Regions from separate parts of the Mus musculus genome. Here all the other regions are linked to region 4. A link is a contact called in public HiCAR-type, HiChIP or PLAC-seq and promoter capture Hi-C data. All regions are on one chromosome and are shown on one strand. The core of a region is the stretch at or near the end of the contact, and the rest is flanking DNA. Distances in the headings are between cores, read along the strand shown. Region 1 holds the start of Rnft1 (ring finger protein, transmembrane 1). Region 2 holds the start of Akap1 (A kinase (PRKA) anchor protein 1). Region 3 holds the start of Scpep1 (serine carboxypeptidase 1). Region 4 holds the start of Mtmr4 (myotubularin related protein 4). Region 5 holds the start of Med13 (mediator complex subunit 13). Region 6 holds the start of Coil (coilin). Region 7 holds the start of C030037D09Rik (RIKEN cDNA C030037D09 gene).

The links. Promoter capture Hi-C pulls out the DNA fragments that hold promoters and counts their contacts. HiCAR-type assays count read pairs that join an accessible place to other places. HiChIP or PLAC-seq counts read pairs in DNA pulled down with a chosen protein or histone mark. Capture Hi-C pulls out chosen DNA fragments and counts their contacts.
Region 1: a contact with region 4 is called in a promoter capture Hi-C map of liver, with 2.2 times the contacts expected there. The contact joins the promoter of Rnft1 here to the promoter of Mtmr4 in region 4. A contact is called at or near these places in 1 of 39 promoter capture datasets (liver) and 1 of 9 other capture datasets (liver).
Region 2: an H3K27ac HiChIP or PLAC-seq map of bone marrow-derived dendritic cells shows a contact between it and region 4, with 7 times the contacts expected there. The contact joins the promoter of Akap1 here to the promoter of Mtmr4 in region 4. A contact is called at or near these places in 3 of 39 promoter capture datasets (hippocampal neurons, liver and pre-B cells) and 2 of 115 datasets of contacts at active chromatin or transcription factors (bone marrow-derived dendritic cells and pancreatic cancer cells).
Region 3: a contact with region 4 is called in a HiCAR-type map of astrocytes, with 3 times the contacts expected there. The contact joins the promoter of Scpep1 here to the promoter of Mtmr4 in region 4. A contact is called at or near these places in 2 of 39 promoter capture datasets (the HPC-7 cell line and hippocampal neurons) and 2 of 115 datasets of contacts at active chromatin or transcription factors (astrocytes and double positive thymocytes).
Region 5: a contact with region 4 is called in a promoter capture Hi-C map of pre-B cells, with 4 times the contacts expected there. The contact joins the promoter of Med13 here to the promoter of Mtmr4 in region 4. A contact is called at or near these places in 2 of 39 promoter capture datasets (liver and pre-B cells), 1 of 484 Hi-C or Micro-C datasets (CD4 T cells) and 1 of 9 other capture datasets (liver).
Region 6: a contact with region 4 is called in a HiCAR-type map of astrocytes, with 2.2 times the contacts expected there. The contact joins the promoter of Coil here to the promoter of Mtmr4 in region 4. A contact is called at or near these places in 1 of 39 promoter capture datasets (the HPC-7 cell line), 2 of 115 datasets of contacts at active chromatin or transcription factors (astrocytes and double positive thymocytes) and 1 of 9 other capture datasets (liver).
Region 7: a contact with region 4 is called in a promoter capture Hi-C map of liver, with 6 times the contacts expected there. The contact joins the promoter of C030037D09Rik here to the promoter of Mtmr4 in region 4. A contact is called at or near these places in 7 of 39 promoter capture datasets (the HPC-7 cell line, hematopoietic stem and progenitor cells, hippocampal neurons and 3 more), 1 of 484 Hi-C or Micro-C datasets (CD4 T cells), 1 of 115 datasets of contacts at active chromatin or transcription factors (stem cell-derived neural progenitor cells) and 1 of 9 other capture datasets (adipose tissue).

Annotation. Positions count from the first base shown.
Region 1 is chr11:86,482,800-86,486,038 of GRCm38.p6, forward strand. Rnft1 (ring finger protein, transmembrane 1) reads left to right here and starts at 1,858. Exons shown (of 9, transcript NM_029788.5): 1 at 1,858-2,000.
Region 2 is chr11:88,863,273-88,866,358 of GRCm38.p6, forward strand. Akap1 (A kinase (PRKA) anchor protein 1) reads right to left here and starts at 1,314. Exons shown (of 11, transcript NM_001042541.1): 1 at 1,125-1,314. The region is part of intron 3 of 4930556N13Rik (RIKEN cDNA 4930556N13 gene); the gene reads left to right.
Region 3 is chr11:88,954,160-88,957,525 of GRCm38.p6, forward strand. Scpep1 (serine carboxypeptidase 1) reads right to left here and starts at 1,283. Exons shown (of 13, transcript NM_029023.3): 1 at 1,135-1,283. The coding sequence starts at 1,210.
Region 4 is chr11:87,590,511-87,593,704 of GRCm38.p6, forward strand. It overlaps Mtmr4 (myotubularin related protein 4), which reads left to right and starts at 1,656. Exons shown (of 19, transcript NM_133215.2): 1 at 1,656-1,740; 2 at 2,879-2,923. The coding sequence starts at 2,921. It overlaps Septin4 (septin 4), which reads left to right. Exons shown (of 14, transcript NM_001368775.1): 14 at 1-33.
Region 5 is chr11:86,355,848-86,359,051 of GRCm38.p6, forward strand. Med13 (mediator complex subunit 13) reads right to left here and starts at 1,749. Exons shown (of 30, transcript NM_001080931.2): 1 at 1,613-1,749. The coding sequence starts at 1,678.
Region 6 is chr11:88,972,668-88,975,812 of GRCm38.p6, forward strand. It overlaps Coil (coilin), which reads left to right and starts at 1,268. Exons shown (of 7, transcript NM_016706.2): 1 at 1,268-1,535. The coding sequence starts at 1,282. It also overlaps the pseudogene 2210409E12Rik.
Region 7 is chr11:88,717,145-88,720,377 of GRCm38.p6, forward strand. It overlaps C030037D09Rik (RIKEN cDNA C030037D09 gene), which reads left to right and starts at 1,499. Exons shown (of 4, transcript NR_038058.1): 1 at 1,499-1,873. Msi2 (musashi RNA-binding protein 2) reads right to left here and starts at 1,085. Exons shown (of 14, transcript NM_054043.3): 1 at 885-1,085; 2 at 561-601; 3 at 146-227. The coding sequence starts at 946.

The DNA.
Region 1 (3,239 bases), core at 608-3,107, 1.1 Mb before region 4:
ACCATGTGGTGGCTCACAACCATCTGTAATGAGATCTGGTGCCTTCTTCTGGTGTGCAGGCATATATACAGGGAGAACGTTGTATACATACTAAATGAATCTAAAATAAATACATAAAAAAATAAAATGGGAATTTGAACATTAGGTATATTAAGTTTACAAACTGTTGTTCTGCTGTCGTTGGGGCGTGATTATGTGACATTTCATGATTTTCCTGCTGCCTAAATTTGCATTTATGTTATTTTTTGAGATTTAGAGTTTTACTCTGGGGCTGGTGAGATGGCTCAGTGGGTAAGAGCACCCGACTGCTCTTCCGAAGGTCCAGAGTTCAAATCCCAGCAACCACGTGGTGGCTCACAACCATCTGTAACAAGATCTGATGCCCTCTTCTGGAGTGTCTGAAGACAGCTACAGTGTACTTACATATAATAAATAAATAAATCTTTAAAAAAAAAAAAAAAGAGTTTTACTCTGTATCATAGATTGGCCTGGAACTCACAGCATCTTTCTGTCTTAGTCTTCAAAATTCTAGGATTACAATCATGAGCCACTAATGCTTATCATACGTTCATTTTAGTTTAAAATAAAACTACTCACATAGGATCTCTGCTGTGCACAAAATTTGCAGTCTCAGTTGGCTCCCTGGAACCCAAATAAAGGTAGGAGAGAAAATTTCCCAAAAGTGTCCTCTGTCGTACCAGTTCAGGCACTACCTGTCACCATCACGCACAGGCACAAATAGGCCTGTTCTACTTGGGACCAAGTCTTAAAAAAAGAGAGTGCTAATGTGCTGGTCACAGAGAGAAGCAGATCCAAAAGAGCATTGGGATTTTTTAAAGTGCTTTTTGACTTGAGAGAAATTTAAGAATAGTCTCAAGATGAATGAAGGGCTGAGGCTAAAACCAGTAGATTCAGTTATACTACTATGAAAGGAAGACAAAATTTCATGGCTAAGGAGATTTTGACAAGGTATTTGAAAGGTTTAAGTCAGGTAGAAAGACAAAATTACTGGACACGTAACTCAGAAGTGTCTCTGCAAAAAGCCAAGTGTGTGCAAAACGCCAGACTTTTGCCTAGTCACGTCAGCCTCCGATGAAATACTTAATTTCAAGAATCATAGGAATCCTGTTATACATATGATGTCCTAGATTTTCCAGAACTGTGTTTTTTTTTTTTTTCCTTGTAGTATCTTTTTTCCCCTTTAGTAGCCTTTATTTTAGAAGTCGAGTTCCCTGCTCGCCAACACGGGGTTTTCTAAATCTACTTCCAGGGCCTCACAAACTTCCTGGCGCGTCTGATATCCAGTTCTGGCACCCGGTTCTGGCACGAACTAGGGCACACTGTTCAACTTCAGGCTTGGAACCCGAATCCAGGTCACACAACCTCTCTGCCCAGGCAGCCCAGCGGGTCTGGCGTAGCTAGCAACACGCAGCCGGAAGCCAGATCGCGGCTCCCGGTACGCAGCCCGCTGCCGAGCAGGTTCCTGGACCTACCCATTTTCAACCTCAAGTACTGAAGGACTCCGAAGCGTGTGACTGATCACTAATACACGCAAGACGTGACAGCCACGCAGACTTAATTAGCACACACGTCCGCCACTACGCCACTCGTATAACATCACCAACAGGGCCACAGGGCGACAGGGCGGGTCTACGATGTTCAGGGCGGGGCCTAGATGCGCCCTCCTCCTCCTCCTCCCAGTGAAGGCGGGGCTAGGGACTCGGGACAGGGCCTAAAGGTTCCCTTCTCTGCTGGGAAGGGCGGGGCCGGGATGAGCGCGGGGCGGGGCCTAGAGGCTCCTTCTTCCACTGGGCGAGGGCGTGGCCCGGCGAAGGCGGGCCGCGCGTGACGACGTCTAGGGAGCGCGCGCGCCGCCGCGGGGCCAGGCCGAGCGCTGCTGGTGGCGTCCGAGGCTGAAGGCTTGGCGAGAAGGGCTTGCGGCCGCGTGTCGGGCTGTTGGTATTGTGGCTGCCGAGGCCGCCCGCTCCTGGTCATGAGAGGTCAGGCCTGGGGAAGGGGGTGAGGCGGAGGGTTTCCGGGGAGAAGAGCCGAAGCTCGGACGTGGGTGGAGAACTCTGTCCTCGCGGATTCCGGAAGAGTTGGCGTTGACTTTTCTTTCTCCCTTTCCCCTTTTCTTGTTTATGTATGAAGGAGGGCAGGTTTTGTGTTTCTTTTTTAATAGCAGAGACACAAACTGTCCTGTCCCAAGTCGCTCTTCAGAGAGTGAGGCGATAGAGCCGCTGTGGCTTCCGAGCCTCTTCGAAACGTCACACAGTAACTGCACGGTTTCAGCCAGCCAGCCTCCGCCGCAGCTAGCTCCATCGCGGGGGAAACGGGAGAGGCCCGGCGGTGGGCTCTGCGTTTCGTCGGGCGACAGCACGATTCTGGCACCCTGGTCCGAGATCCACACTGGATCACGTAGGGATCTTGCCCTGCCCACAGCCTCTCTTCTGACACCCCTAACCAAGCCGATGGTGGCATTTTTATTCGGGAGGCTAACTCCTTATTTAGACTAAAGCATCACTTAGCAATTACGTGATGACTCCCCCTAAGGGTCCTCTTTCAAAGGCATTTGACTAACATTCTTTTGGAAGGAGAAGCAATATTCTCGGTGGCACCATTAATTACTGAAAACCTTATTAGCTTTGTGGAAGCTGTTTCAGCATAAAATGAAGTGTTTATTATCTTTGTTGATGCTTAATTAAGGCACTGATTTTTTTCCTTCTAAACATTAATGAATCTGTAAAAAAAAATCTATTGTATTTATTTAGTGTGTGTGTCAGAGGACTTGTGGGAGTCAGTTCATTGCTTCCACCATATGAGTTTAGGGGATTTAACTCAAATTAAAGGTCTTGACTTACCCAGCCATCTCACCCACCCTTAGCAAACTTCCTGATGTGGACTCTGCCTCAGAGTACATGAGCCAACTTATTCAGCATTAGTGCTGCTATTCACTGTGGTATCTGCTGGGCACCCCTTTGACTCTTTGCTGATGTCTTTTGGCACATTTGAAAAATCAAGACATCTGCAGTGCTTTGTACTTTAAGTAGCCCCTGGTTCAAAACTCTTGGTTTGCCAAGTTGGACTTCGAGGTTGGAGTGGGGCAGGGCAGCAGAGCTTTGACAGTTGCAAAGATTGAAGGACCTGAAACTTGTCTGTGACTGTCAACTGCCCCTTTAGTGAACAAAGGACACCTAATGAACCGATGCACTGCTTGTGATTAACTTAGAATGCTTTCT
Region 2 (3,086 bases), core at 64-2,563, 1.3 Mb after region 4:
GGTTAGGCACAGGGCGTCTCAGAGGTCCCTTCTGCACAGCCCCTGACTATCAGCACCTTCCCTCCCGGAGAAAGGAAACAGGAAAAGATAGGACACAGCAGTAGTTGACACCAGAATGTAGGCTCCTTTACGCGTATGGAGGCTTCTCTACGCAGGTTTTTACCTATAACCCTGGCAAAGTCCCCCCATGACCCCTGCAAAGTCCCTCCAGATCACTGTCCTGGGACGGAAAGAAAGGTGGGGCGCGACACGTGACCCTGGACCTCCCCACCCCCGCAAGAAGTCAGCGGGCACCTCTAGCTAGAGGTCTCCCACCTCTTAGGACATGCTTATGGGGCCACAAACTCTAATTCCCTTCGGACACCCAAGCTCACGACCTCCGGATCCTAATTGGTCTTATGGTCTCTCCACCGCCAAAAGGTTTGGGACCTGTCTTGCATCCCATTCTCCCCGCTACAACGGCAGAGTCCGCTCCAATAATTCGCGGCACTGAACTCCAGGAATTGTGTCTTCCTGCTCCGGTTTGCCACCACTGCCGGGCCAACCCAGAGTCAACTGGGCCCAGCAGTTAGAAAGTTAGGAAGGGAAGGGGTCCCCAAGGACCTCCTCTCCCGCCTTGGGCACTGGGTCCTTGGCAGAGACCGCCCCAGTGCCTCCTCTCCACGCGTAAACTGGGTACACACGACCTTTGAAAAGTAAACGCTAGCGAGACTAGACGACCTTGGTTGGGACGCGCTCGGGCAGGCTACCCAGAAGGGTGAGCCAGCATTGGGAAAGTTGAGGCGCACCGGAGCGCCCGGGGAATTGCGCCCTCACCTCCATCCTAGAGGCCAGTGACGTGAGGGGGGATGGGAGGGGAAAGCAGCGGCTTAAAGCAGCGCCCCGAGCTCAGCGCACGCGATCTGTCAGCAGCAGCCCTGGGACCGGGAAAGACCAGCGGGGCGCGCGGGTCATCAAGGCACAGACCCGCCCGCTTGACAGCAGGCGCGGTGCACAAGGCTCTCGGTCCCCGGAGTACCTGGCGCGCGCGTCGCACCCTGCACCTGCACCCCAGGCTCCCCATCACCCCAACTCGTTCTCTCTCCGGGCCCGGCGGGCGGGTGCCCGTGCCAGCCGTCACTTACCTGCTCCTGGGCGACCGTCTAGGCACTCAATCCTCCCGCCACCGCCCCCTGGCCCCCCACCTAGTCCAGCGGCCCTGCCCCGCAGCGCTGCACGGCGCTTCGGCCGCTCCCCCACGTGCTAGCCCAGGCCGGGCGAACACAGAGACATTAAATACTGAGGACGCGCAACGACGTGCCCGCGGCGCGACGCAAGGCCCCGCCCCTCGCCCTCGGCTCCCTGGCGTGCCCCCCTCGCCCGCTCGCTCTCCTGCGCGTGCGCGCCATCGGCCGCTCCCTCCCCCGACTTGCGCGCGCCTCTCTCCCAGCTGCGCCAAGAGGGGCGCGGTCAGGAGCTCTCCGCTGACATCCCGGAGCTGTACGGGCCCGCCTTGCTGGCGCTCTCGCGAGAGTAACAATATTCACGGCGGGCATGGGAGATGGCCCCTACGTCCCACACTCGGGCTGGGGTGGGTTCCTGGTGTCTGAGTGCTCGGCACAATGAACTTGGCTCGCACGGGGTCTCTGCTTCTTCTCCGGGGAGAGGTGTCAGGCAGGTTCCTGCCTTGGGATGGTGCCTCTCCTGGAAAAGGTTGCTGAGGCTGGTGAGGGACGATGCTACATTGTTCCCCTTGCCTAGGAATCTGGCTTTCCCGTAACCTTGCGAGCATAGCATAGCTTTTCGAGTATAATAGGTGGCCATTGGTTGATCAGTAATGTGGATACTGTGTAGCCCTCAAGGGCAAGTTGATTTCTCATTTTCGCAACTTTAGTGATGTCGAAGGGGCTTTTCTCTAAATGATCTGGGGTTTTGCAAAGTTTGCCTTCGAAGAAATGGTCACCATGAGTCACTGCCTCCCCCAACGACTTGAGAAAACCAAACTACCTGCAGATAATTGTATCCGACGGAGGTTCCACTTGCCAACCAGCCCAGCTCTGATCCTTAAAACCTAGGCACTTTCCTTTACTTGCTTATTTATTTTGATATTCTGAGACTGTGTCTCATGTCTCACGGCCTCAAGCTGGGAAGTTCTAGGTTGACCTTGAACTCCTGATCCTCCTGCCTCCACCTCCCTAAGTGTTGGCATTACAGGGCACTTTCAGTGCACATTTTTTGAACGAAATATAGGAAAGGTACCATACTAAGAACCAACCATTACTTGGGAAAAATCTTCACTGGTGATCAAATGTGAATTTTAAGTTTTAAAAAGAGACTATGCATACTGAATATAATTTTGAGTATCTACTGTCTAACTCATTTATTTCTTTTTCTTTTTTTTTTTTTTTTTTTTTTTTGGTTTTTCGAGACAGGGTTTCTCTGTGCAGCCCTGGCTGTCCTGGAACTCACTTTGTAGACCAGGCTGGCCTCGAACTCAGAAATCCACCTGCCTCTGCCTCCCAAGTGCTGGGATTAAAGGCGTGCGCCACCACGCCCGGCTTCATTTATTTCTTGAGCCAGCACTTGGAAAGCTGAGGGAAGATTACCACAATTTCAAAGCACCCTGGGCTACAGAGTTGAGATCTCAAAGTACACAGCCCAAATTGTTTTTAAAGATTATTTTTATGCATATGAGTGTTAGCTGCATACATGTATATTTATCATTCGGGTCCCTGGTGCTTGTGACGGCCAGAAGAGGATGTTGGAGCCTCTTGAACTGGAGTTCCAGACCAGTTTAAAGCCTCCACAGGAGGCTGGGGACTGAACTCTGGTCCTCTGGAAAATTGGATGGTGCTCTTGCCACGGAACCATCTCTCTACCACCACCCCGCCACCCAAATTTAAGTCCCACCATACCTGTTCTGTAAATAATAGTGGATTAGTGACTGACTGTGGCGTAAGGGAACAAACAAGACGCAATTAATTCACTTGAGACTAGATACTGAACTAATGACCCATCACTCAGTGACTCTGGCGGGTGTTAAAGGGAGAGGGAGGCTCACTCACGTTGTGGTTAAGAAAAGGACAACAGAGAGACTGGCGAAATGG
Region 3 (3,366 bases), core at 33-2,532, 1.4 Mb after region 4:
ATATACATAAAATAAATAAATCTTTGAAAAAAAAAAAAAGACTGAAAATCAGGGGTGGTGAGATGACTCAGGAGATAAAAGACAGTGGCCACCAAGCCTGGCACCCTTAGTTCAGTCACAGGGAGCTACATCATAGAAAAACTGACTTCTCCGTGTTGTCCTCTGACTACACACACACACACACACCCTTTGACACTCACAAAACAAATTAAAAAAGAAAGAAAGAAAGAAAGAAATTAAATTAAAAGGCTGGAAAGATGGCTCAGCTGGTAAGATCACTTTCTCACTGTCTTGCTCTTCCAGAGGACCTGGGTTTAATTCCCAGAATTCACATGGCAGCTCACAACTTCTGTACCTTCGCTTTCCTGAGATCCAAAGCCCTCTTCTGACTTCTCAGAGCACCAGGCATACAAGTAGTACACAGACAGACATGGAGGCAAGACAAAATATATTTTTTTCCTTTAATAAAGTGAGAGTTAATCCAGACACTTGGTAGGTAAGAGTCCGAGGCCAGCCTAGTCTATGGAGAGAGTTCCAGGACAGCCAAGGCTACACAGAAAAAAACCTGTCTGGAAAAACAAACAAAAAGAAAAAAAGGAAAAAAACGAGAAGAAAAGAAAGAAAGAAAATGTGCCAATTTGCAAGTCATTCCACAAAACAAAATTCTTTTTTGCCCAAAAATAGGCCAGAGCAGTCAGCTGATATTTTGTCTCTTCTAAACCAGCAGAGGTGGCAGGCTTTGTTTCAAAGCAAGGATTTGTAGAGGTCTCTTTGGCCTCCAATCTCAGCTCAATCAAATGACCCTAAAACGTCACTAGGCAGCTAACCACAGGAGAAAGGGGAGGTGGCCTTTAGACCGTGAAGTCTCACTCATCAGCAATTTCCTGAAACCATACGTTTCTGTACAAACACTTCCATCTCCAGGAATCACCCTGCATCAGGAAGGGGCAGGAAAAGGCACTTTGAATTAAGACACAAATAAAAATTAAGAGGTTCAGAAACAATATAAATTTCTCAAGGGAAGAAGCGGGAGAAAGAAATGTGTTTTAAAAAAAAGAAAAAGAAAAACGCGAACGCATCAACAAATTCGAGAAGGAGGCACCCACCGTTGGTGCGTCTTTCTCACGAACCTACCCGCGCTGAAGCCCAGTAAGAACGATAGGAGCAGCAGCCACAGTCGCACGAGACAGATCCGCCGCGAGAGCTCCATGATGAAAACCCCGCCGCAACATCAGCAACAGGCAGGAGCCAAAGGCCATCGCGTGACGGCTTGCGCGGGGACTGGGCGGAGTCAGGGGCGGAGCCTAAGTGGGCCCTGACACTCCTAAGGATTCCGCGCTCCCTCTGCCGGTCGGACCCACCCAGGACCTCCTACAAAGGGCTCTCGAGGGAGGTGCTACAAAGGAGGCAGTTAATATGTCATCTGACCTTGGTTACTAAGTAGGGAAGAATTGAGAAAACTACAACTGGATAACCACCATCCCCTCAGCCCGGCCCGTGTTTGTCTTCTCCGACAAAAGGCTTATGTTTTATCTTTTAAGACTTGTTTTTATTATTTTATGTGCATATGTGTGTATGAATGTATATGCCACATGTGTGGGTTTATGCAGAAGGAGTGGGTTTCTCTGGAGCTAGGGTTACAGGGCTTTTTGAGTGGCCGGTGCAGATGCTGGGAACTGAATTTGAGTCCTCTGGAAAACCAACAAGTGCTCTTAAATTACTGAGCCATCTCCATAGTCTCAGGCCTAGAATTTTAAAAAATTGCATCTGAAAAGATGAAGTCAGATTAAAGCACGAACCAGCAGGTCTTTTAAGACTAGAGCTGGGCAGTGGTGGCGCACACCTTTAATTTCAGCTCTTGGGAGGCAAAGTCAGGTGGATTTCTGAGTTCCAAGCCAGCCTGGTTTACAGAGTGAGTTCAAGGACAGCCAGGGCTACACAGAGAAACCCTGTCTCAAAAAAAAAAAAAAAAAAAAAAAAAAAAAAAAACAGAAAGAAAGAAAGAAAAAGAGAGAGAGAGAGAGAGAGAGAGAGAGAGAGAGAGAGAAAGAAAGAAAGAAAGAAAGAAAGAAAAGAAGAGAGAAAGAAAGAGTCTAGATTCTATTTTCAGAAACCCATTACTTTGAAGTGGTGGCTCAGGGGTTAAGGGCATTGTTGCTCTTCCAAAGGACCCAAGTTTGGTTCCCAAGACCCACATGGTGGCGTACAGATTCAGAACTCCACATCTCATGATCCAGGGGATCTGGCACTTCCTCAAGCATACATATGATGCATATATAAGCCTGCAGGCAAAACGCTCACATAGATAAAGTGAATCGAAAATATTATTATCAAATCACATGTGTCATTAATATACTAGTAATTCATAAAAAATTACTATATAGATCCTATAACTTTTGGTTATGTATTTTAAACACAGCAAAAAAAAAGTGGACTTTTTCTCTCTTGATAGCATGGTCAACATCACTGTGTGTGATATACTATCTTCAAAGCAGTTATTTAAAAGAAGGTATCAAGGGCTTGTGGAGAGGAATTTGAAGAAAACATGGACTGCAGAGGTGTGTGTGTATGATATGTCTGTCTGAAGATAAATTTTTATTTTACGGAATATTTTAGGGGTACTGAGTCACCTCACAGAGCCAAGCAACAGCAAGAGCTACCTGGAAGTGACTTTTGTCTCTGCAAACTTTGTTTTAAGATAACAAACTCACAAAAGAAAGCAAGAACAAAGAATGTGTCCCTGACTCAGGTTTTTATCCTCCCCCATGCCTCCTATGCATCAGCAGAAATGTTTTTCTTTGCAACCTGTAGATTTTATAGCTTCTAGAAAGTGTAGTGCGTATCCTGTGTCCTACGTTGCCACTGAGGGCAGGGCTGCAGAGAAGTGGGAGTCTGCTGTCTACTTTTCTCCTGCTCCAACATGAGTGGGGCCAAATGCCTGAAAAATCTAGCCTTTTTTTTGGTTTTGTTTTTGTTTTTTGTTTTTTGTTTTTTTTTTCAAGACTGGGTTTCTCTATATAGCCCTGGCTGTCCTGGAACTCACTCTGTAGACCAGGCTGGCCTCGAACTCAGAAATCCGCCTGCCTCTGCCTGCCGAGTGCTGGGATTAAAGGCATGCGCCACCACGCCCAGCTTTCCATGTTCTTTATGATCAGAGCCAAACACACTTAACCACCAGAGGCTGTACTATGTGCCTTGTTCTCAGAAGCCTGCAGCTAAAGAATTTCCATGAGGTTTTTCTCTAACCTGGGCTGCAGAGCAAGACCTCCATCTCAAGAGAAAGAATGAATACATGAATAGATAAAAATAAAGTATTGTAGTTTGATATTAGTGGTAGACTATGAGCCACAGAGTGTTTTGCAGCAA
Region 4 (3,194 bases), core at 406-2,905:
CAGAGGAAATAAACTAACCTATATGTGGCTTCAGGTGTCTCTGTATTTTTACCATTTCCTGGAAACATAGCTCCTATGACTAGTTTGAAAGGCTGATGGAAAGGGTACTGGTTTCTGGCTTTTAGTAGGAAACAGAAAGGGGGAAATTTCCCTTTCGCTTATAGAGTTCACTCAGCTTACAACATAGCTTGTCCTATTGACCATTTCTACTCTGGCTCCACTTTCTGAGCCTCAAGCCTCCATGTTTCCCGTATACAATACCTTCATTTTGTAGCTGCTCTTGGGAAAAACAAGGTATTAACTACCTGGCAACCTCTGATTTCCGCCTTTCCCCAGATTTGGGTAAATAGATATGCAGAATTAAGCTCCAAATTCCAGGAAGCTTGTGGTACAGTGCTGAACAAATTCTGAAGGTCCTGTAATTAGAGTGCTGGGACATAGGGAAAAACAAAATGCCATAGTCTCCAAGGAGCTCAGTATCACGCATGCGCTAGGTTAGACCCGGGTTCTAGACCCTGTAACTAAAACAGTGAACTCAGGAGAGATTTCTGTTTTCCTATGACTTAGTAACTGTAAGTACTTCAGAAACCAAGACGTGAGGACACTAGCCTAGGATCTCAGGGCCTAGACCCACTCCAGGACTCGGACTATCCGCCGAGAATAGGACTCTTTGCCACTTCAGTTTGGTTAGTAGTGGCGCGGATCACGGAGACCTCCAGCGTTACTGGTGACCTGCGTCCCGGTGCTGGCTCCAGGCGCTTCAGTCTTGTCCCTCTACCCCTTTTACAGACTAAGAAGCCGCAGCTAGCTAATGGCAGTCAGACCCAGTTTTTCTCTCTTGGCTGAGAGACTCTGGACTGGCGGCAATGCAGGTCTCGAAGGACGGCAAGGTTGGTCGGTCGTTAACAACCAGTCCAGATACGCAAAGGGAACCGCCAGCGCTGCCAGTCCGAGAGCTCCTTCCTCCCAGGCCTTCTAGGAGGGTCTTTCACGTTTTCCATTCCTGTGGCTTCAGCAGTTCCCGAACCCAGCTCTTCTCTTTCGCAGACAAAAAAAAAAAAAAAAAATCCAGGATTTTCTTTTCCATCGACCGGGCGACGAAACACGAGAGTGATGGAACCGAGAGTTTGGGAAGGGACCTTCCCCTTTCCTAGCCGGCATGCTACCCTTCCTTTCTCGCATTACTGGAGCAAAACAGAAACACCACTGGGTTAAAACGCTGAGCCACCGCGAGGTCATTTGCGAACTACCTCTCGGGCGGGGTCGTCACCGGAAGTGACTGCTACCATTCCCTGCAATGTCCCGCCCCCCAGTTGCGCTACCAGTAGGCGACGGGCGGCCGTACTTCCTGTCCCCGGAGCCCTAGGCTGCGACCCCTCTTACTCCTCTCCCATTGGCTGCCAGAGGGACGCGCTGTGATTTCCTATTGGTCGTGTCTGCTCTCTGGCGCCAAGCCTCCTCCCTCCGGGTACTGTCTGGTCTCCGGGTGCCGGATAGGTTACAAGCTGAGAGGGCGTCTGCCCACTGGACCAGTGAGCAGCGTGGAGAGTGAGGGCGGCGGCTGCGTGGTGAGGCAGGGCGGGACTTCGCGTGGCTATTGGCCAGGGCGGGTAGAGGCTAGAGATACGATTGGTTGGGGACAAGGGACCGTGGTGGGGTTCGAGCTGCGCGGCCTCAGCAGCTGCGGGAGACGGAAGTGGTGAGAGCGCGGCTTTGGAGGGTCGGGCGGACGCCGCCTGGGTGAGTCACTGTACCCCGTGCACTGCCAGCCTGGGAACCACAACGACCAAGTCCTGCCCGGCCCTCGCCGGCTCTCTTGAGTCCCGCCCTCTGTCATTTGGGGCTCCGCCTCCGAGGCCTTGGCCCCGCCCCTAAAACCTGGGCACCTGGATCTCCTGGCTGCTTAGCCCATCCTCCCCCACCCCCCACCCTAAGACCAGAGTCCCTAACTGTGAGAACCCTGGGCCTCCTAGGCCTGGTCCTTGTCGCTCCCTTCCTCTCTCTGTTTCTCAGGCCGCGAGCCAGGGAGCCGTGAGGCAGCACCTCCGGCTGGCCGCTTGCGGGCTCCCCCGTGAGGGAGGGAAGGTTGGTAGGATCACAATGGAGGCTTTAATCGCCGTAGCCTCCTATGGGGCTCTGCTGCACACCCCTCGAGCATACCAAACATGAAGGAGTGTCGGTGAAATTCAGACCTGGCTCCCTAAGTGGGCCCAGGAGGCCTTAACTTGAAATCCTTGTTAATTCGACCCATTTGACAGATGTTGTCTCCCAGGCCGGACTGGCCTAATTCTGCTCCTGTTGTGTGGCCTCCTCCCTCAAACCTTCACCTACTTGGTCTCAAGTATGCTCAGCAGGACCGGGCCAACCCTGCTGCTCTTTTATCACAGGTTGTGGTCCTCTCCCTCTTGTCCTCTGCTCTGGACTCTGCCCCCAGTAACAGGTCAGGTGGGTGCTACTCCTAGACTCAGAGACTGGCCGAACTGCCCTGTGGATTCATGCCCCTACCAGGGCCAAAAGTGAGTCCCAGTTGGGCAGTCTTTGTCTCTTCAGAGTTGGAATTTCTTCTCTTTTGTAGAGAGCAGGGTTTGGAGTGCTCTACTGCTGGGTGTGGGGATCAGAACGTTTGAGTTCTGCTGAGTAAGCTAGGATGATACTTAGCCTTGCTCAGGAACTTTTGTGGTGGAATTCTCACCGGGCAGGGTCACTTGTTGCTTCTTCCATTGCCTGACTGGTGTGGTGACTTTTTGAGACGCCGGATCCTCTGTGGTGGAGGAAAATGAGTTGCAGAGAAGTTCAGGGGTAGACCCGTGTGACAATCGTTGATTCTATGGTGATGTTAATGACCGTGCACTTTCCTCTTGTGTTCTGTCTCCTTTAGTGACGAGCAGGAGCAGGCAGCCAGGACCCTCGCCAAGGTAGAATGGTGAGTAGCTCCTTTTCCCTCATACCACTGTGTGTCTCATCCTCCAGTCTGACTCAGGGAAGCTGCCCCACCTCTCTTGGCCCTAGTGCCCCTGGTTACTCTGTTCACTTCCTAAACAGGCTCATTTGCCCTGATGCTTTTTTTTTTTTTTTTTTTTGGATGGGCAGTGTTGTTTTGAGACAGGTTCTTGCTGTAGAGTTTTGGTTAGCCTGGTACTAGACATGTAGCCCATGCCAGCCTTGAACTTGTGGGCAATCCCTCTTTCTCCCTC
Region 5 (3,204 bases), core at 499-2,998, 1.2 Mb before region 4:
TCCAGAGCTGACCAATGAGACAATGATGCTAAGCCTGCACAGTAAGTCTAGCCTCCTCCTCTGTCCTACAGTCCTCTCTGTCAGTCACATTTGATCCTTGGTGAACTGGAAAGTAAAGACTCTCATTCCAGGTTTGTAAGAAGTCATGGCTCTAATACGAAAACCATCTGAATTTTTTTTTTCTTAAGGAAAAAAAAAAAAAGCCTGTTAATTCTCCACAAGCACACAGCTCCAAGGAAAGAACCACTTCCAAAGAGCTGTCAGATTTGTGCTAATCTAGCTTCAAAAAAAAAAAAAAAAAAAAAAACCCAAAGTGCCAAAAATAGATCCAGTTGGGGAAGACAGAAACGTTAAACCTGCTGTACATCTTACTACATGTGACGAGATGCTGATTAATGGACATGTCAAGAAAACCAGTCTAATCTGTAAGACGTAAGTGTGCTGAAGATCCCCATTTACCACATCGTGAAAGAGATTCAACAAAGGAAATTCAGTAATTCCTTATTCTAACTTAGTGACAGAAAGCATAAGGTGCCAAAAATGAAACTGCTGATACATGACTGGCAGTTTATGCTTGCCAACTAGTTATGCTCCACCCACTTAATTCACTTACCTATGATAGACTTAATATTTCTCAGAGCACACGAAAAATGAAAAAAGTCACTCTAACTTAGTCATTCAGGAAGCTCGGCTATCGTTTAATTCAGGACTAGATATTTGCAACAGTTGGTACTTTTGACAAAAGTCTTAACTCTTGAGTGTTATCCGATTTGGGCCGACCTACATACACGTACTAGAACATCCCTAATTCCAGCTGCCCCAGACTTTTCAGTTCAATAAAAGGAACAGCCAGCTCAAAACATTCTTAAAACGTAAGCAAAACAGACAAATATAGAACGTTTAGTGCGAAACCACAGTACCTCCTCCACTTGCCCCTCCACTCTCACAAAAACATAATGTTCTAATAAAAGCAAGATGGCTAGAAATTGTCAAAATGGCAAAATGTTTTCAAAGTTTAAAAAGAAAACATATGAACCGGCACACACTGTTTTTACACAAAGATCTGAAGTCACCCATAAGGACACTACCCCTGTATTAGTTTAACTTACAAAACGAAGAGGGTTTTAATACGTAAGTTTTTGGGGGGGTCCTGTTTAAGAGAAGCCCACTTACAAGGGAAAAGCGAGCTTAAAGGCAGTCGAGCAGGGGCAATCGTGGAAAGTGTGGAAAAGGGATACACTGTTCGATACAAGGGGCGGGGGGCGGGGAGGCGGGGAAGCAAGAAGCACACAAGAAAATATTACTATCCGGGCAGATAAGCAGCCCAAGTTAAGGAAAAGACTAGGATGGGGAAAAGAGTCCAAAACAAGACAGGAGGAGGAGAAAGACCGAGGGGGTGGGGGGAAAGACAAGCCTCTTCCCAGCAGAGCCCCGGTCGGTAGGTGAGCGGACGCTGCCTCCCGGGGCGGCCGCAGAGCCTCGGAGGAGGCCGACTCCGGCGGGGCCTAGCCGGGGGACACCGGCATCTGGATGCGACCCAGACCCCCTCCCCCACGGCCCAAGGGCGCACGGCGCGGCCCCCTCCCCCACCGCCCGCGGCCCCCGCACTCACCAGGCAGAAGAGGTTACAGTGACAATCTTCCAGGCTGGCCCCGTTCGACACGAAGGAGGAACTCATCGTCCCTCACAGCAGCCGCCGCCGGCGCCACAACCCACCATCCGCCATTACCGCCGCCTCCGACCAGAGAGAGAAACACAGACACCGGGGAGGGCGGGGGGCGGTGGGGAGGAGGCCGCCGGGCCGCCCGCCCTCCCCGCCGCCCCCCGGCGCCGCCGCGGCCCCCGCCGCCCGGAGGCACCCAGCCGCCCGGGGCCGAGGCCGCAGGCGGGAGGGCCGCGCCGCGCTCGGCCGGCCGCCGGGACTGCGGAGCCCGCGGACGCGCGTCCCTCTCCGGAGAGGAGGGGAAGGGATGTCTGTCCCTTCCACCAGAAAAATAAAAAAAGATTTAAAAGAAGAAAAGAGAAAAAAAAACGAAAAACAAAAAAATAATAATAACAATCAGGTACACGATAAATAGTCAGAGCCCGAGTCCGAGCGGGCCGAGCCCAGAAGCCCGGGAGGGTTCTCCGCGGCCCGGGGACGCCCGCGGAGGGGCGGGAAGGGCGAGGACCGGCAGAGCACCCCGGGCCCCCGGCCCGGCAGCGGCGATGTCCTTAAGCCCAGAGTCTCCTCAGCGGCGGAGGTGGTGGCGGCGTCTGTGGGCTCAGTCCATTCTCCGGCTGTGTCCTCGTGTTGTCCCTGGGCCAAGCCTGCCTAACGTCTGCTCTCCTGCCGCCTCACCGCCTGGACGCCGTAGTCTCCCCCATTTTGTGGGCCCAGCGGGCGGTGTTTTTCCCCCTTTAATCCGAATTCACGGGTTTTCCCTTCGCTTTAATGGCGGCCACAGGGACCAGCTCGCCCTCTCTGCTCGCCCATTGGCCGCCGCGAGGTCACGTGGGCCGGGCTCCGTAGGGAGGGGGGAGAGAGAAGGCGGTGAGGGAGGGCAGGGAAGCTTTCGGAGCCCCGGGGACCGGGCGGCCAGCTGGTGGCTACTAACATGGCGCCATCTGCTGGATGCCCCGGTTAAGATGACCCGAGTCTTGGCCCTAGCTTTCTGCTGGCTGGGGAAAGTGCAGCAGCGCAGGAAGGTTCACTTCAAAATCGAGAATTACTTGGAAATCAGTTCAAATTCTTTGGAAGAGAAAGTTGGCAAAAAAAAAAAAAAAAGAGAGAGAGAGAGAGAAAAAGAAAAAAGAAAAGAAAAAGAAAGACGTTCCAATGCATTCTCATTCACTCCATAAGGCCGCCGGGGTACATCGCAGAACTCTAGGGCTAAAGAATGAGAGCTGGATAGACACCAGCCTCGCCCTCTCTTTTTAAGTTATAATAAAGAGGTAAAAAAAATGAAACGATATGGTCTTGTGGTTAATGAACTAGAAATAAAGTCCTGCTGTTCAGGATTCGAAGCTGGAGCCAGTCTTTTACCTCTTTGTGACTCAGTTTCCTCATCTGTAAAATGAGGAAAACAAATGTTATGTTTGTTATATGATGCATGAATACAACCTGAGCACTAGCCTCGTGCCTGCGCCCGATAAGCAGTGTAAGGCATGCATTACTATACTTCCATCCTTCCTTTCTGTGGTTACTTTGAGAAACACGTGAAC
Region 6 (3,145 bases), core at 18-2,517, 1.4 Mb after region 4:
TTTCTTGTGATCCGACACAAGAAGACCACCATCTTCACTGATGCCAAGGAGTCAAGCACGGTGTGGGAGCTCAAGCGCATCATTGAGGGCATCATGAAGAGGCCTCCTGAGGAGCAGCTGCTGTTCAAGGACAACCAGCTCCTTGATGAGATGAAAACTCTGAGGGAATGTGGCTTCACTTTTCAGGTAGCAAGGCCAGAGACCCCAGCCACAGTGGGCCTGGCCTTCAGAACAGGAGATGTCTTTGAAGGCCTGGAGATCCACCCCTAATCTTTTCCTCCACCTCTTCCAGACGTGAGGAAGGATTCTGGAAACAGTGCTAAGGAACAAGATGTGCAGTGAGGGCCCCACAGCCAATTCCTAGAGACCTAGAGACCCATTCTCTAGTTGAAAATAAATAAATAAATTGGCTGTCTTTTAAAATAAATATTAAATAACCCTAAAAGCACAAATACTGCTCTCGCGTCATACTGTATTCTACCTCTCGACTGGAGGTGGCCAGCAGCCAGCAGCCAGCAGCAGCCATCCCTGAGGAGAAAGGAACAAAGCTAGAACAGGGCGTCCGTAGGGGATGATTCCCTCTGGGATGATAGGGCCTGCTACAGGCAGGACTGGTCGGGAACAGCAGGCTCTGGAGTGAATGGTGTGGTTCCTGAGTGTCTTCTCTGGGTACCTAGGCACCACCTGGAGTGTCTGAAGACAACTACAGTGTAACTTATATATAATAAATAAATCTTTTAAAGAAAATCTTCCTATTTATTTAGCTTTCTGACTCTCTGGACCGTCAACACTTTCAGAATACTGTTCTGCCTCAAGATGAGGAAAGCACTTGATCTGGTCAGGGACAGAGGACACACTGAACTCCCTGAGGCCCCCAAGGACGTGTGTGTGTGAGTTTTAAACAGTCTTATGAGAACTTTAAGTCTCGCATCACGAGAATGTCTCATTTTCTGCTTGGACACGCACCACAATTTGGTGCTTTCCTGACCTTTTTGGTAGAAAAGTAAAAACCTATTACAGGGGTTCGAGTCAGGCTTGCTGCTTATTAATTTTATAGATTTTTGGTTTGTTTCTGTTTAATTACACGAACCGATATCGTAGCAGCTATCCTGACAGTCAACTTGCATGTATGTTCAGCCCTGAGAAAGAATGGGGAGCTCGCGAGGGGAGCCTTACAGACCTACTTGCGCCCCCAGGCGGCGCACGCTAGCTGCTGCTGGGGGCGGGCCGCCGGACCACGCCGCTGCGAAAGCCCTTGGAACCTCTCGGCTTCCGTCGAGCATGAGCAAGATGGCAGCCTCCGAGACGGTTAGGCTACGGCTTCAATTTGACTACCCGCCGCCGGCCACTCCACACTGCACGGTCTTCTGGCTTCTGGTGGACCTGAACAGATGTCGAGTTGTCACGGATCTCATCAGTCTCATCCGCCAGCGCTTCGGCTTCAGTTCCGGGGCGCTCCTGGGCCTCTATCTGGAAGGGGGGCTGCTGCCCCCTGCCGAGAGCGCGCGCCTGGTGAGAGACAACGACAGCCTCAGGTGCGCGGGAGCGCGCGGGGGTGGGGGTGGGGGCGCGCGGCTCGGGGTGCGGGTGCGGGTGGGGGGCGCTTGCTGGACCGCAGGATGCAGGATCCGGGTAGCGAGCTAGCCAGCTGCGGAAAGGCAGGTTCGCGAGATCCTGAGTGGTCCAGCCCAGGATGGAGCATCCTTCCCCGGGTTCCCCGGGACGCTTCTCATTTCAGGGGGACTAAACTTGGAGCAGCTCCGGTGCTCAAGAGCAGGGCCAGTACTCACTCTGCCAGGCTCTGTGTGCAGTGTGCATGGCGCAAATATGCCACAGACCCGCCTTCTCTGGGCTGCACTTGCAGGCAGGAAGCAGAGATGTTTTCTGAGTAATGTATGGAATGGCCCACCTTAGCGCCTTGGCAGTGTCCACTTCTGGTGGATTTCTGTGTCTCATTCAGGTGTCATTGGGTCCCATCCAATTGGTATCGGAATGCGTTTCACGTGTCACACAGAAGGCTGTGTGTTTCAGTAGCTTGACTGCTTGCATCTCAAAGCCCTAGATTTGATTCCCAGCTGGCTAACCAGGAATCCCTGCACTGAGGAGGTGAAGACAGACAGGAGGATCAGGAGTTCAAAGTATCCTTGGCTACATAGGTCAGCCTGGCATATGTGAGAGCTGTTTAAAAAAGAAAAAAGGTAAAATCAGGCTGGGCGTGGTGGCGCTCGCCTTTACTCTCAGTAGTCGGGAGGCAGAGGCAGGTGGATTTCTGAGTTTGAGGTCAGCCTAGTCTGCAGAGTGAGTTCCAGGACAGCCAGGGCTACACAGAGAAACCCTGTCTTGGAAAACAAAAGAAACAAATGTGAGACAGAGAGAGAGAGAGAGAGAGAGAGAGAGAGAGGCCCGAGTGGAGGTGGCGTACACCTTGTATCCTAACTCTCAGAAGGCAGAGGCAGGCAGATCTCTGAATTTGAAGCCACCCTCGTGAGGGCTGGGTAGAGAAACCTGTCTCAAAACAACAAGAAGGAGAATTTAATCGTTGTCACTGAAGTGAGTATCCAGGAGCGACTACAGTGTGACTAGTTGGCAGGTGGCTTAGTTGTCTCAGATGGCGGGCTGATGCGATTGGTCATACCAGTTGGCATACATACTGATATAGTCTATGGTCCCACCACTTCCAACCACACCTCTAAGCTTCCGCTGCGGTGAGTTAAATTTGGAATTATAGGCCTGGCGTGGTGGTGCACGCCTTTAATCCCAGCACTTGGGAGGCAGAGGCAGGTGGATTTCTGAGTTCGAGGCCAGCCTGGTCTACAAAGTGAGTTCCAGGACAGCCAGGGCTATACAGAGAAACCATGTCTCGAAAAACCAAAAAAAAAAAAAAAAAAAAAACCCAAAAAAATGGAATTATAAAGCAGGCTATTTCTTGCTTGCCTTTGTTTAGTGTTGCTTTCTGTCGAGAGTGCCACATTTGCAAAATTTCTTCAGAACATCAGGGAAATTAATTAGAAACACTGACCATATCTTTGCATCAGGAATACTTAAGTCAGGAATACTATGATTTGTTAATCATTCTGCTTCAGGTGGCAACTTGAAATAGTCCAAATTTCAAACCTCTCCTCCTCTCTTCTCTCCTCTCTTCCCC
Region 7 (3,233 bases), core at 249-2,748, 1.1 Mb after region 4:
TTATGGGGGGGGGGAGCGACGTTCCAACCAGCCACGCGCCTGAGCCCCATTCTAAATCCGCTTAGCTACTTCCGAAGACACCTCCAAAAATAAAACTAAAACTTTGTTCTAAAATAAAGGCAAAATCGAGAAGGGAATGCGTTACCTGGAGCGTTTCGTTGTGGGATCTCTCATGACCATACATTCTCTAATTTCTCCAAATTTGCTAAAATAGTCTCTAAGGCTATCTGTAGAGAGAGAGGGAGAGAGAGAGAGATGGGGGGGTGGGAGAAGGTGTGGAGGGGGGAGCAATGCAATTTTTTGATCAAGGACAAAAAGCAAAAGTAGTTTTCTGTTGTTATTCTGTTTTGTTTTTGCAATATTTTTGCACACGAGGGGGAAATTCAGCAACAGAGGTCGCGTAGAGGGCTCGGAAAGGATTTGCTATTTAAAAAAATAACCTTGCACAGGAGAAGTGGGGAGCCAATGGCGGGGTGGGGGGGCTCTTACACTGGGATAACAAAGAGCAATAAAGAAGCCAAGAAGGGGGGGACCCAGGCGTCCCCCCCTCCCTCCCTTACCTGGTGAGGTCTGCCAGCTCAGTCCACCGATAAACATTTTACTAGAGGGAGAAAACATAACCGAAGTGAGCACCGATGTCAGATCGGCCATTTTGACGTGTAACTTACAAAAGCTAAAAGGAAAGCTGGGGGGGAGCGGGCGAGCGCGAGCCTGGAGGTGGGCTGGGGGAGAAGGTGGCGGCCCCACGCCACCCCAAGGTGCGCGAGTGCCCCAAGGGTGCGCGCGGGGGCGCGGGGGGCGCGCGAATGCCCCGCTCCGCACCGTCGCCCGCACAGCCCCGAACGAGCCCGCGGCGGCGCGGTGGGCAGCGGCTGGAAACTTACCCGGGGTCGTGCTGGGAGTCGTTGGCGCTGCCCGAGGTGCCTGGGCTCCCATTTGCCTCCATAGCGGAGCCCCCCCGCCCCCCCACCCCCGACACACCGAGCCCCACAGCGAAGCGGAGCGCAGCGGCGGCCGGCTCCGAGCCCCAGATCTCCGTCCCTCCTCCCCCGCCTCCTCCCCCCGCCCGGCGGCTGCGAAGCTCCGCGAGCGCCGAGCCGGGCCAGCGGCGAGAGCCCGTCACACGTGGGCTCGGCTCAGCTCAGCCCCGCCGCCTCGCACACCCCCCGTCCCCGCCCCCCCGGCCCATCCCCACCTCTCCCCCTCCTCCTCCCCACCCCCATCTCCTCCTCCTCCTCCCCCTCCTCCCCGCGCACGTGGGGCGGAGTTCTAGAACGTCGTGTAACCAATGCGGTGACGTCACGCACCCCGTTCGGTCCCCCGCCTGTCCGCGCGCGCACACGCTCGGCCCCCCGCGGCAGCGGGACCCATCAGGGGCGGCGCGCGAGCCCCGCGACTCGAGTGGGGGGGTTGGCCACGCCAAGCAGGCGGGGAGACGGGAAGCGCACCCCGAGTCGGCTCAGATCACATGGGCTGGGTGTGGGGGAGGGGGAGGCGCGGGGAGCTCGGCCCGGGCTGTTCGCTGGGCCGGGAGGCGGCAGCGCCCCCGGGCCCCCCTAGTTCGGACTATTCATTCAAGTTCCTGGGGCCCTGCGCCCGATTCGGAGGTGGCACCCGCCGCCCTCCCTGCCTCTGTGCCCCCGTTTCCAGCCACCGCGCGGAAATTTAGGTCAAGGACGCCGGGAGCACACCCACACCCTGCGCTCCCAGGGCAGTCCTCGAGAACCCCGGGATCTGGGGGGCTTGCGGATGGAGGAGACCCTCCTGCACGAACACCAGCCACAAGTTTTATTTTCCCTTCGCGCGGCAAGTTCTCTGGCTCCCGCTCCACACTGGCACGTCCTGCACGGCTCCCCGCCCTTCCCCGCCAGAGGTACGGAGCCGTGCCCGCGAAGGTTATTTCGGAACTTTGAGAAACTGACGCGATAGATAACAGGGGGCGAGGAAGCAACCAGACAGGGCTTGCGCCTTACTCAGACCGCGATTTGAAAATATAATAAAGTGGGCTTGTAGGGGTCAAGGTCAAATGATTGGGGTTCAAAGCAAATGTTCATGGAGATTGAGTAGCAGTTTGGGAGTATCCCGAGGGTGGTTAAGATAGGTGCTTATTTCAGAAAATCCCTCGACCATTCATCCGTTATCTAATTTATTTATGTTTAAAGTTACTAGGGCTTCCTCTGTAAAGAGTGTAAGCGCCAGGAGTGAAATGGCTCTCTATCTCCCAAGACCTGCGGTAGGTCTTGGAGATAACAAAGCACCTTACCCCTAGTTTTTGGAACTAGGAGCCTCACAGATTCTGACACTTAGTAGGTGTTTGGTAAAAGTTCCCTTTCTCCCCTGGCAAAGTGTAAACTCCAAAGGATTGGTGACTGTAGCTTCCCGGGGGAATCGCACACTTCGTATTCCAGGCTGGCCAGATTCAGGCTGTATTCAATTTATGGAGTATTTAAAACAGTACGGATACAATTATCCTTATTGTTTTAAATTATTACAATAAACCAAGTTAATATGGCATGAGGGGCAACATAAAGTTGTGGTTCATCAAATCCCTGGGTTAATGTTAAGCATGCATTGATGCACAATTAACACTTTCCCATTAATTTTCATAGGATTAGGAGACAATGGAATTCACTCATCACCAAAACTATGCCGTGTCCATTGTGGGTTTGGAGACATTTGGAAAAATCTCAACACAGCCAAAGCTTTTGAGTGGTCAGACTGTCAATCTCTCTGTCCCCTAAACTGGGGTAGTGCCTCTCTGACAGCATGGATGGGCGGAGCATTTGTAGTGAACAATGTAACAATGTCAAAGTCCCTTTTTAAAATTGTGTACTTACATGGACTGTGTTTATTATAAATTGTGAATATGATTTTTAGAAGGCACTTCATAAGACTTCAGACCACAAACCCTGCTGTTTCCCAACACTCCAAACAAACTGATTTTTGAATCATCTGGGTTCCCATGTGTTAAAGAGCTGCATGTTTTTATGATGGTAATTGTTTTTTTGCGATTATTCTCAATCACAAAGTACAGGCAACACAGCTAATTGGATTATATTTTGGATTTTTACCGCAGAACCACAGATCATCAGAGCTAGAAAGGCCTTTCTTTACCCGGCTCCTTCCTTGAATATGGGAGTCCCAAAGGTGCCAGGCTGTCAGGCCGCCTTCCCACCCCAACCAGTTAATACCTAAAAGGGGCTCTGGCCATGGTTCAGTGCCCTTTGACTCTG